Regions from separate parts of the Mus musculus genome. Here region 1 is linked to region 2. The links are chromatin contacts, called in public promoter capture Hi-C maps. All regions are on one chromosome and are shown on one strand. Each heading gives the region's core, a stretch centred on a gene start, on an enhancer-like site or on the middle of the called end of the contact. The rest is flanking DNA. Distances are from core to core; before and after follow the strand shown.

Region 1 (5,695 bases), core at 265-2,764, 1.8 Mb before region 2:
GTTATGGGCAGGTCATGTTCCGGTTTTGAGAAGGTAACAGAGTTGTATGTGTAAAGAAAAGGTAGGTAGGGAAGTGGAGGTCTAGTCTGTCTCCACTTGCACAGCAGCCCCGGTGAGCAAGGGTGATGCATCACAAGTGCCATGCGCTGGAAAACCAGGTGAGGGTGATTACGATGCAACGCGCAGGGCATGCGAGGCCTGTGCTGGGCCAATGGCAGGAGGCACCAATTACAAGTTGGCATTTCTAAGGAACTGGAGCCAGTCTAAGAGGGGAGGTGACATGGTTTGGCTAGACAGAATTTGAGAAGTTTCTGAAACTTGTTACATTTGAATGCTAACTGTGGTTTTGTCCATGAGAGGAATAGAGACACTTAGGGCTAAACTAGCTGATTGCATTACAATGGATGCCAGTGGAAGCAGGGAGCTGGTGGTGTTTATAGATCCTTTCTTCCTTTTCTTTGTTTGTTTTCCTTCTCATATGTCGTGAACAGATGAGTTTGCCTGGGTGGTTTGTAGAGTAAAAATATAAGCCAAGGAGAGCCTTAAGGACTGCAGAGATGAACCTGTGGCTGTCACCCAGCTATAAGGCTCATGGGGTTTACAGTGTACTGTCTGTGGGGCCACCTTTTTCAGGCCTAATGCCAAACGAAGATACAAAAATCAGAAGTTTGGTTTTGGTGGAAAGAAGAAAGGCTCCAAATGGAACACGAAAGAGAGCTACGACGATGTCTCCAGCTTCCGAGCCAAGGTGGCTCACGGCAAGGGCTCCAGGAGGCCTGGGAAGAAAGGGGCAAATGTAAGTGAGGGGTCCAAGTTGGGGCCTGATTAGTATCTTCTCAACCCCCTTTCTACTCCCCTTGACTCCTCACCCTGGCACAGAAGGCCAAGTGCTGTGTGTGACAACATATGGTTTTTGTTTTGTTTGTGCAGAAGAGACCCGGAAAACGAGCAAGACAGAAACTGAAGAGTAAAGCCCGCTGAGTAGCATCATCTTCTATAAAGAACCCAGGAGAAGGGGGGTGTACAGCACACTCAGTGTTTGTCCTGCTTTTTGTAGAAAATTATTTTAATAAATTAAACTTATGGAAGAAAGATACTCTTGGGTTAAAACCAGATACTTTTTAAAAGATGGAGAAGTTTGCACATTAAAGAGTATTGCTGCTGTTGGGCTGTTGTGGTGCACACCTGTAATCCCAGCACTTGGGAGGCAGAGGCAGGAGATCTCTGTTGAGTTCAAGGCCAGCTTGGTCTACAGAGGGAGTTTGGGACAGCCAGGGCCACAGAGAGATGCCCTTTCTTGGAAAAAACAAACCCAAAATCCAAACCAAAAGAATCTTAGTGTTTGTTGGCCATGCCTCTCTTTTGGTAGCTGCAGGGCGGGCCTCCACCTTACCGTTTCTTCGTCTCCCAGATGCCCTTTTACATTAGTCCCCCGGGAGGACTGGCTGTGGCAGGTTCCTGTGAGAGCCCGGGTCTGCCATAAACTGTTACATGGTCTCTGTTTTAGGCCATCTAGATTGGTCCCTTACTTCCTGTGCCTGGTATTTTCCTTTCTTATTTTATGCCTTTTGTTGTGTTCCATTTTTAAGATCTTTTAAAGAAAGGAAACAGGAAAAATTTCCACCTCCTATTCTGAAAGCGACTTTAATTTGACTGGTATGAATTGTGGCTTAAGATGCGAGGGCTACAGGCAGGGTCCTGCTGCCTCCCTTGGCCATGAGGACCGTGGGGCTTCTCATTCCCGTCCTTCCCTCCTAAGCTTTTCTGACAGTGGAAGCCTATGTATGGTGCTCTGCTTTCTGGGCTGGTATTTATTCTTTGATTAGGCTATTTAGAAAGATTCAGGTTTTAAAAAATATATTGTTTTTCAAGACAGGGTTTCTTGGTTTAGCCCTGGCTGTCCTGGAACTCACTTTGTAGACCGGGTGTCCTCAAACACAACAGACATTGCCTGCCCCTGCCTCTGCCTCCGGAGTGTTGGGATTAAAGCTGTGTGCCACTTTATGTGACAGATTCAGGCTTTTATCTGCCTAGTAACCCCTCTCTGCCATTTTATCATCTCAGGAACTTGTGCTTTCCCACAGTTACAGTGTCCTGATGTTTCCTGGATGGGAATGGTAAGTTTTGAGAATATTTTCTTCTGTTCCCTTCATCCTGTTTGAACTGTTTTCTTCCTTGGACATTTGGCTCCAAATTACATTTTGTTTTGAGACATTCTCAAACTGTAGCCCAAGCTGGCCTCAAACTGCTCCCCCTCCCTCTGCCTCCTAGTGCTGGGATTGTAGGCTTGCTGGCATCCCCATTCAGATGCAGCACTTTAGTGTTAATGGCTATAGTGTATATGTGTACAGTGTTGATGGTGATCAGTCAAGGTAATGGGCGTTTGTATCTCGTTCTCACTGCCGGTGCCCAGAGCTTCCTGCTTCTAAAAGGGCAGATGGCTGTGTATTAGGCAGACCTGCCTCTGTGCTGTAGACACTCAGTTTTTATGGCTCTCTCTACCCTGTCTCCCTTTCTCACGTTAAACACTGCCCACTTCACAATTAAGGTATAACCCTATATTCTATATCCTTAAGCAGTCCCTCATTTGGGATTTATTCTGCTGGGGTTTTGTAGTAATATACCTGTGATGGTTTGCATATTCTTGGCCCTGGGAGTGGCACTATTAGGTGTGGCCTTGTTGGAGGAAGTGTGTCACTGGGGGTGGGCAATGAGACCCTCCTCCTAACCAGATGGGAGCCAGTCTTCTAGCAGCCTTCAGATGAAGATGTAGAACTCTCAGCGGTGCAATGCTTGCCTGGACTCTCATGCTCCACCTTGATGATAAAGGACTGAATCTCTGAACCTGTCATCCAGCCCCAATGAAATAAATGTTGTGCTTATAAGAGGTTGGTCATGATGTCTGTTCACAGCAATGCAAACCCTAAAACACTACTTTGTTGCTCTATCAAAATACCTGAGTTGAAGTACTTCATAAAGAAGGGTTATTTACCTCAGCTTTGGTCAGTTTAGGTCCAGAATGGTAGTGCCTTCAGACGAGAGCAGCGGTGGCATGATGATGGTAGGTCTTACAGCAAGCAGAGGTTGTGGGGCCAGCCTTGTTTAACTTGCTTTTGTAGGAACAAAATTTGTGACACAGGTACCAACTCCACCAATGTCAATGCTCCTGGGACCTAATACCTGCCCCTAGGACTCATCTCTTAAAGGACCCCCTCATCTCATCACTTAAAGGATTGTGTACCTTCAGCATGTGAGCCCCTGGGGGGCAGATGGGGTCTGGATACAGGGGCAGCTTTCCGTAATGTCTGCTGAGCCTTGCTGGTTGGGTTGGAGATGCTGAGGTGCTTATGAGAGACTGCAGGTGTGCTGTGTGGCCCCTCTGGGTCCTGCTGCTAAATGGGGTAGTAACCAGCTTGTCTCTGCTCTCCTCTTTGCTCCTGAAATCATGCTTTGTTTTTAAGAAAGTTGAAAATAAGAACCACATGTATTACTAAGAAGATTTTCATGTTTTCTTATGGCATGCGGGTGCACACATGAGACAGTTGTGGTTTTATATGCTAGTGAATTTCTAGAAGCAAATAGTTTTGATCTCATTTCGGCTAAGTTCTGGTGGCACTGTTGTGTTTTCAGAAGACCTGATATTAACAGTTGACAGCACTCTGGGGTGTAGTGTAACCTCATCAGCCCAGTGGGAGCTGCAGAAGTAGAAGCTTTGAGTTCTGTGTGGAACATATTGAGATTAGGAAAACAGCTTGCCATGCTGAGTTATGAATACCACACCCTTTTATACAAGACTTAGAAGTGTCTTTCGCCCGTTTTCCTGGAGCAAAGGCATACGAGCAGAATCCATTGTTTCTTTTGTAGGACTTCTATCATGTCGTCTTATTATTCCGTCCCTGAAAATGAATTGACCAGTATGCACAAGTAGTATCTGTATTGCTTGAGGTAAAAATGTTGTCTTACTTTGAAAGTGAGGTTGTTCTTAAGGCTGCGTGCATGGACTTTTCAGAGTCCATGCATGGCTGTCATTGTGCCTGTCACTCATTTTTAAAAAACTCATGGATAGCACAGTGTAGTTCTCTTGCCTTCTTGTCCCCAGGCATAAACCCACATATAATTTAAGTCATTATGAGAAGTGACTGGCAAATACAAATGTGTGCACAGAAATGAAATGCTAGGACAAGCAAGCAGTGGTGTTACTATGGAAATAGCTGACATTGGGGTGTCATTACTAGATGTTCTAGACACGGGACATACACTCATACTCGGTAAAGGAAAACTTAGTCACGTGAACACAGGGATGTTCCCAAAGAAGTGACATTAGCAACAGACTTCAATGAAACCTTCAGAGACTTCATGACGTGGAAAACACAAATGGTTAAGATGTTGGGTGAGAATCTAGACATGGGCTATAGAAAGGCAACTTGCCGTGGCAGAGGAAAGAAACGGGCCAGTTAGATGACTCAGTGGTTAAAGGTGCTTGCTGCCAAACCTAATGTCTTTTGAGTTCAATCCCAGGGATCCACATGGTGGAAGGGCAGAACTTACTCTTCCAAGTTGACCTCTAACTTTCACATTTATGGGCACACAGGTGCACAATACAAAGTGTAATGTTGAAAAAACGATGCTTCATGGTAGAGCACCTACTTACTGCATACTAGGTCCTGGGTTCCGTCCAAACACAAAAAAGCTTACTCAATGTCACAGTGATGTGGTAAGACAGGTGAACATTGGAATCATAGTGTGCTGTTTTACATTACAGCCTACTAAGTGCACACTGATTTTACAAATTTTCTTCTGCATTGTCAACCATTAATGACAGCTATACTTTGGATGATTTGGGGAAAGATGAAAACAGAAATATGTTGACTCTTTGAAAAGGAACCGTCCTGTGGGAACACAACGATCACTTTCAGAGTTAACCTTAGTGGGCTGGAGAGAGTTCAGCAGTTAATAGCTCTGGCTGCTCTTCCAGAGGATTCCCAGCACCCACATGGCGAAGAGCTTTATTTCCAGGGATCTGATGCTTGCTTTTGGCCTCTGCAGGTACCAGGCGTACTCATGGTGCACATTTATACATGCAGTCAGAATACACATAATTTATTTTTTATATCATAAAGATTCACTTCTGCGCCTCAACTCTACTTCTTAGGCACTCAAGTGATTGGAATGCCTTCCAAAGTGATCACTGACTGAATGCCCAATGGGATCTTCTGGTGTTCTCAGTATAAGATATTAAGTGGAAGTCATTGGGTCTGAAATGCATGTGTGTGAACTGACAACCAAATCAGATGATACCGGGCCACCCAGTGCCACTGTCCAGGCTGCTGTTGACAGTGTTCATATGGTGTTGCTCTGGATGGCGGGGACTTTGGTGAGACCAGGAGGGTAAAGGCTTCCTTGGGCCAACAGAAATGAAGACACAGAAAACAAGGAGAGTGGATGCTTGGGTTTTGTATCTGCTGACATTTCCAAGCCTCTCCCTTCACAACCTGGGAGTGGTGCACAACATTTCCTGTGTGATTCAGGCAACAGAAGTATGGCTCTATGTAGCCACTCTAAAGACCGCAAGGCGCCCCATGCTGGCTCTCATTGTGTATATCAGTCCACCATTGTTCACATAGAGGCTTCTGTGAACAGAATAGAACTGATCTTTAATCAGACCTAATGTGTACGTGAGTCTATGTCCTGTATC
Region 2 (5,442 bases), core at 1,996-4,495:
GCCTTTCCTTCAGTTTCTGTGTCACACTTTGTCTCCATATTTCCTCCTGTGAAATTTTGTTCCCCCTTCTAAGAAGCACTGAAGCATCCACACTTTGATCTTCCTTCTTCTTGAGCTTCATATGGTCTGTGAATCATATCTTGGGTATACTGAACTTTTGGGCTAATATCCACTTATCAGTGAGTACATACCATGTGTGTTCTTTTGTGATTGGGTTATCTCACTCAGGGTGGTATTTTCAAGTTTCATCCATTTACCTGTGAATTTCATGAAGTCATTGTTTTTAATAGCTGAGTAGTGCTCCATTGTGTAAATGTAACACATTTTCTATATCCATTCTTCTGTTGAGGGGCATTTGGGTTGTTTCCAGCATCTAGCTATTATAAATAAGGCTGCTATGAACATAGTGGAGCATGTGTCCTTATTACATGTTGGAACATCTTCTGGGTATATGCCCAGGAATGGTATAGCTGGGCCCTCAGGTAGTACTATGTCCAATTTTCTGAGGAATTACCAGATTGATTTCCAGAGTGGTTGTACCAGTTTGCAATCCCACCAGCAATGGAGGAATGTTCCTCTTTCTCCACATCCTTGCTAGCATCTGCTGTCACCTGAGTTTTTGATCTTAGCCATTCTGACTGGTGTGAGATGGAATCTGAGTTGTTTTGATTTGCATTTTCCTGATGACTAAGGATGTTGAACATTTCTTTAGGTGCTTCTCAGCCATTCGATTTTCCTCAGTTGAGAATTCTGTTTAGCCCTGTTCCCCATTTTTAAATAGGGTTCTTTGGTTCTCTGGAGTCTAACTTCTTGAGTTCCTTGTATATATTGGATATTAGCCCTCTATGTAGGATTGGTAAAGATCTTTTCCCAACCTATTGGTTGCTGTTTTGACCTATTGTGGTTTGCCTTACAGAAGTCTTGCAATCTTCTTTTTGTTTGTTTGTTTTTTGTTTTGTTTTGTTTTTTTGTTTTTTGAGACAGGGTTTCTCTGTGTAGCCCTGGCTGTCCTGGAACTCACTCTGTAGACCAGGCTGGCCTCGAACACAGAGATCTACCTGCCTCTGCTTCCCAAGTGCTGAGTTTAAGGCATGCCACCATCGCCTGGCAAGCCTTGCAATCTTATGAGGTCCCATTTTCAATTCTTGATCTTAGAGCATAAATATTGGTGTTCAGGAATGTTTCCCCTGTGCCCATGTGTTCGAGGTTCTTCCCCACTTTCTCTTCTATTAGATCCAGGGTATCTGGTTTTCTGTAGAGGTCCTTGATCCACTTGGACTTGAACTTTGTACAGGGAGAAGGAAGGTCCATCCAGAGACTGCCCCACTTGGGAATCTATCCCGTATACAGTTGCCAAACCCAGACGCTATTGCAGATGCTAGAAAGTGCTTGCTGACTGGAGCCTGATATGGCTGTCTCCTGAGACGCTCTGCCAAAGCCTGACAGATACAGAGGCAGATGCTTGCAGCCAACTATTGGACTGAGCATGGGGTCCCCAATGAAGGAATTGGAGAAGGGACTGAAGGAACTGAGGGGGTTTGTAGCCCTATGGGGGGAGCAACAGTGTCAACTGGCCAGACCCCTCCCCCCCCAGCTCCCGGGGACTGGATCACCAACCAAAGAGTATACAGGGAGGGACCCATGGCTCCGGCCATATATGTGGCAGAGGATAGCCTCGTTGGACATCAGTGGGAGGAGCGGCCCTTGGGCCTTAGGGGTTTGATCCCTCAGTGTCGTGGAATGTCAAGGAGGGAAGGCATTGAGTGTGTGGGTGGGTGGGGGAGCACCCTCATAGAGGCTGGGGGAGCAGGGATAGGATAGGGGGTTTTTGGAGGGGAGACCTGGAAAGGGGATAACGTTTGAAATGTAATAAGGAAAATATCCAATAGAAGAGAGAGAGGAAAAAAAATTGAAGTTCTAGTGTAGATGTGCAAGGATCTGCCGTGCTTTGGCTTCCCTTCATTCTCTAACATTAACAGCATCACCACCAGATTCCCAGAGCCTCTCAGACTCTTGATAGCCATCCCTGCCACACCTTTGCTCTCAGTCTCTCCTCATCCTGAGAAGCCTTTCTTTGCAGCTTCCTCTAGGAACCAGATTGAATGAGCTTCGGGCTAAGTAAGGGCTGCTTTCCCGGAACTCTCTGGTTCTGGTGTGAGTTCCATAGCTGTGATAAAGACCCCTACCAAAAGCAACCTGGGAGAGGAAATGGTTTATTTGGCTTACACTTCCACAACATTGTTCATCTCTGAGGGAGGTGAGAACAGCAACAGGGAGACAGGAAATGAAGCTAGGCTATGGAGCAACATCCTTTATTGGCCTCTCTTTATACCACCTAGGACCACCTCTGCCCAGGGGTAGCACCTCCCACATCAATCATTAGACAAGAAAATGCCCACCCAGACTTTGCCTATAGGCCATTCTGATGGAGACTGTTATGCAACTGAGATTCCACCTTCTGAGATAAGAGTAGATTTGTTTCAGGCTGATAAAAATCAACCAGCATTTCCCTTAACACCTGACCTCCAGGCAAGAGCACAGCCAGTAAAATTGTGTGATCTTGGAGACGTAGCTCTCCCCCCCACCCCCATGAACTTCAGTTTCCGCGGGCTAAAACATAACGTTCTTGAGACACAATTGTGTGTGGGGTGGGGTAGCATCATTGGAAGGACCCTAGCCACTGTAGTACCTAGCACGCTAACATTCAAAGCCTACTACGGGGCAAAAGTGAAGGCCTGCTTTTGTTAGTCTTGTTGCACCTTTTGGGGCGCACTGGTTTTCTCCTCATAGTAGTTTTCCTCCCGCCTGCGCATTGGAAAGACTAAAGGTGCGAAGGAACTCTTTTAAGATTACTCCACAGCCGGCCACCAGCTGGGTGGGGGCTGAGGGCCGACGGGATTCGAACCTGGGACCTCAGAGGACGTCATTCACTTGTCTGGGAGACGCGAGCAATCCAGTGGGTCGCGGCTTTTTTTTTTTTTTTTTTTTTTTTTTTTTTTTTTTTAGGGCTGGCGGTCGCGAGGCGGGGGGAAGGCGCGAGGGGTCGCCCCTTCCCGCCGCCCCGCGCGCGCGCGCGAGAGAACCCAACGGCCGCGGCGCGCGCCACCTCGCGGCAGGAGTCTCTGGCGGGCGGGGCTGGGCAGCTCTCGCCCCCGCCCCCCGCCCCTCGGCCGCCGCCGCCGCCGCCGCCGCCGCCTCGGTGGAGCCCCCCGCCTCCCGCCGCCGCCTCAGCCGAGCCGCTCTCCAGAGCCGTCGCCCGCCCCTGCCGGCGTCCTCGCTCGCTCCCTGCGCAGCGGAAACATGGCGGCTGGATGGGAGTGAGCCGCCCGCGCCCCGCGCCGCTGTCGCCCTCAGGTAAGCGCCTCACTGCCACCCCCGGCCCGGTCCGGGCCCCTCAAGGCCCGCCTTACGGCCACGGGCTGGAGCGAGTCCCCGCCCGGTGACCCTGGTGTCTGTGTCCGCGGCCCTCCGGCGGCCGTGTCAACCCGGCCAGAACCCCGGCGGCCTGCGCCGCATCTGCTCGGGCCCAGTGTCCGGCGGCGGCCTGACGCGTCGGGGTCGGTCGGGGGCGCGGCGCGCGAGTCCCCGCACAGGGCCCCTTCCGAGCGGGGAGCAGGGCTTGGGGCGGAACCGGGAAGCCTGGCTCGGGCCCAGTGCGGGGGCTCTTTCGGGCTGCTGGGACGCGTCGCCAGAGAGATTCGCCTGGGTCCCAGCAGCGGAGCACCGGGGGTCGTGAACACAGTGGGCTTGGAGCTTTCTTCAGGGGTCCCGGGGCTGGGGGCGGGGTGGGGGAGACTCACTTGTGTCACCTGCCTGGAGCCGGGCAAACACCCGGCGGCTACAGAAGGTTTCGAACCTGAGACAGGGAACGGCGGACAACCTTAGAGCACAGCAGGGGAAGGAGTTCCCTAGTAGATAGGTGAACCCCAAAACATACCCCAAAGCGAAGAGATCTGAGAGTCATCCAGGCTCCCCCTACTCTTATCCTATTCGGGAAGGAAGTTATCTTTAAAAATTCCAAATAATACCCTAATAATTTGGCGAACCTTTTAGGACGGCTCTCCGTCCTAGTCCTAATAACCTTTCTAAAGTAAGGCCGTCCAGTCTGGTCCTGGATGGATTTGGTTATAGGTAGAAAGGAACGGCTGTCTCTCGTCTTTCTGCTTCGTTTCCTCTTGGGCAGCTGTTAAGAGTGAAGATAGTAATCGTGTCCCCTGAGTCTTATTTTGGCTAACTCCCAATTCCTTTAGTCTTTTTCTTTACTCTGGTCTTTGATCCGCTCCTTTGATGAGCACTGGTTTGCCCATATTGCCCCCACAGAAGAGCTTCTTGTGAGCAGAGAGACCAAGCTCAATCATTTCTAAGGGAAGAGCTTTGACCCTAAAGGACTGACCTTAAATAAAAAGTACTCTCCCTTCCTCATTTTCGTACTGCGTTGAACTTAGCGGGTGGGGGTAGGGAGGGGAGAGGGAAAAGCTGTATAGTAGTAGCATGTGTTCCCCCAAGCTAAAAGAGATCATCCTGTTTTGTGGTTTCTCTTCCTTTGAAAAATTGAACACTTCATCAAGTGAGCTAATGTATATCAAAAGATTGTACAGTGTAATATATCATGCAGATAAAAGAGCTTATTATTTTTGCTCTAAAAAGGACTGAGACCTAGATTGGTGCCAAACTGCAATTTAATATTTGCTTGGAGAGAGAACTGCCTTATGACAATGAACTCTGCTTTTTTTCCCTGCCAGCAGAAGGCCTCAACTTGCTGTGAAAAAAACACTTTCTGTTGCTCATTAAAAAAGCATTCCTTTTTTTTCCTTTTTTTTTTTTTAAAGTTTAATTCTTAGCCTTGGTGGTACGTAGGGTTAAAGTACTTAAAACGGATCTTTTATTAGTTTTTTAGACCTTTGCCTAAGCATCCCTGCAAACAAGTAATTTCTTAAGCCCATTAGGGAAGTGATGGCTTTGTAGATAAAATGCTAAGATCTGTGGCTGGGACCTCATTCAAGATCTGAGCAAAGTTTCACTGTTTTTGTAACTAAGGCAAGCGCATACCAGCAGTCAGAACTGTGTTTATCTTTGTACTTATGTCTTTGTTTTTTGAATTGGTTAGTGGTTTTTAAGTTTGTAGCACATAAGTCAAAATTTTAAAGGTGTTGCTTTTTAATTGTGTGTGTGTGTGTGTGCGCGCGCGCCCATGGAGGCTAGAGGAATAAGATTTCTCTACAACTGGAGTTATAGAGAGTTGTAAGATAACAGTTGGGTGCTAAGAGCTAGGCTTGGTTCCTCTGGAAGAGAGATACATGATCTTAAACATTGAGCTATCTCACCAGCTCCACACATGTCAGATTTTAATTTCTGGAATGTTAGTTTGTGCAAATACTGTTTCACTTTTGTGTAACTTGTTAAAGAATTATATGGTGCCATTCTGTACAGAACTGCACCCTC

The links. Capture Hi-C pulls out chosen DNA fragments and counts their contacts.
Region 1: a promoter capture Hi-C map of adipose tissue shows a contact between it and region 2. The contact joins the promoter of D4Ertd617e here to the promoter of Scmh1 in region 2. A contact is called at or near these places in 1 of 39 promoter capture datasets (pre-B cells) and 2 of 9 other capture datasets (adipose tissue and liver).

The regions. Positions count from the first base shown.
Region 1 is chr4:118,624,890-118,630,584 of GRCm38.p6, forward strand. D4Ertd617e (DNA segment, Chr 4, ERATO Doi 617, expressed) reads left to right here and starts at 1,515. Exons shown (of 3, transcript NR_029469.1): 1 at 1,515-2,117. Ebna1bp2 (EBNA1 binding protein 2) reads left to right here. Exons shown (of 9, transcript NM_026932.4): 8 at 634-796; 9 at 931-2,887. The coding sequence ends at 981.
Region 2 is chr4:120,402,103-120,407,544 of GRCm38.p6, forward strand. It overlaps Scmh1 (sex comb on midleg homolog 1), which reads left to right and starts at 3,246. Exons shown (of 18, transcript NM_001379185.1): 1 at 3,246-3,354.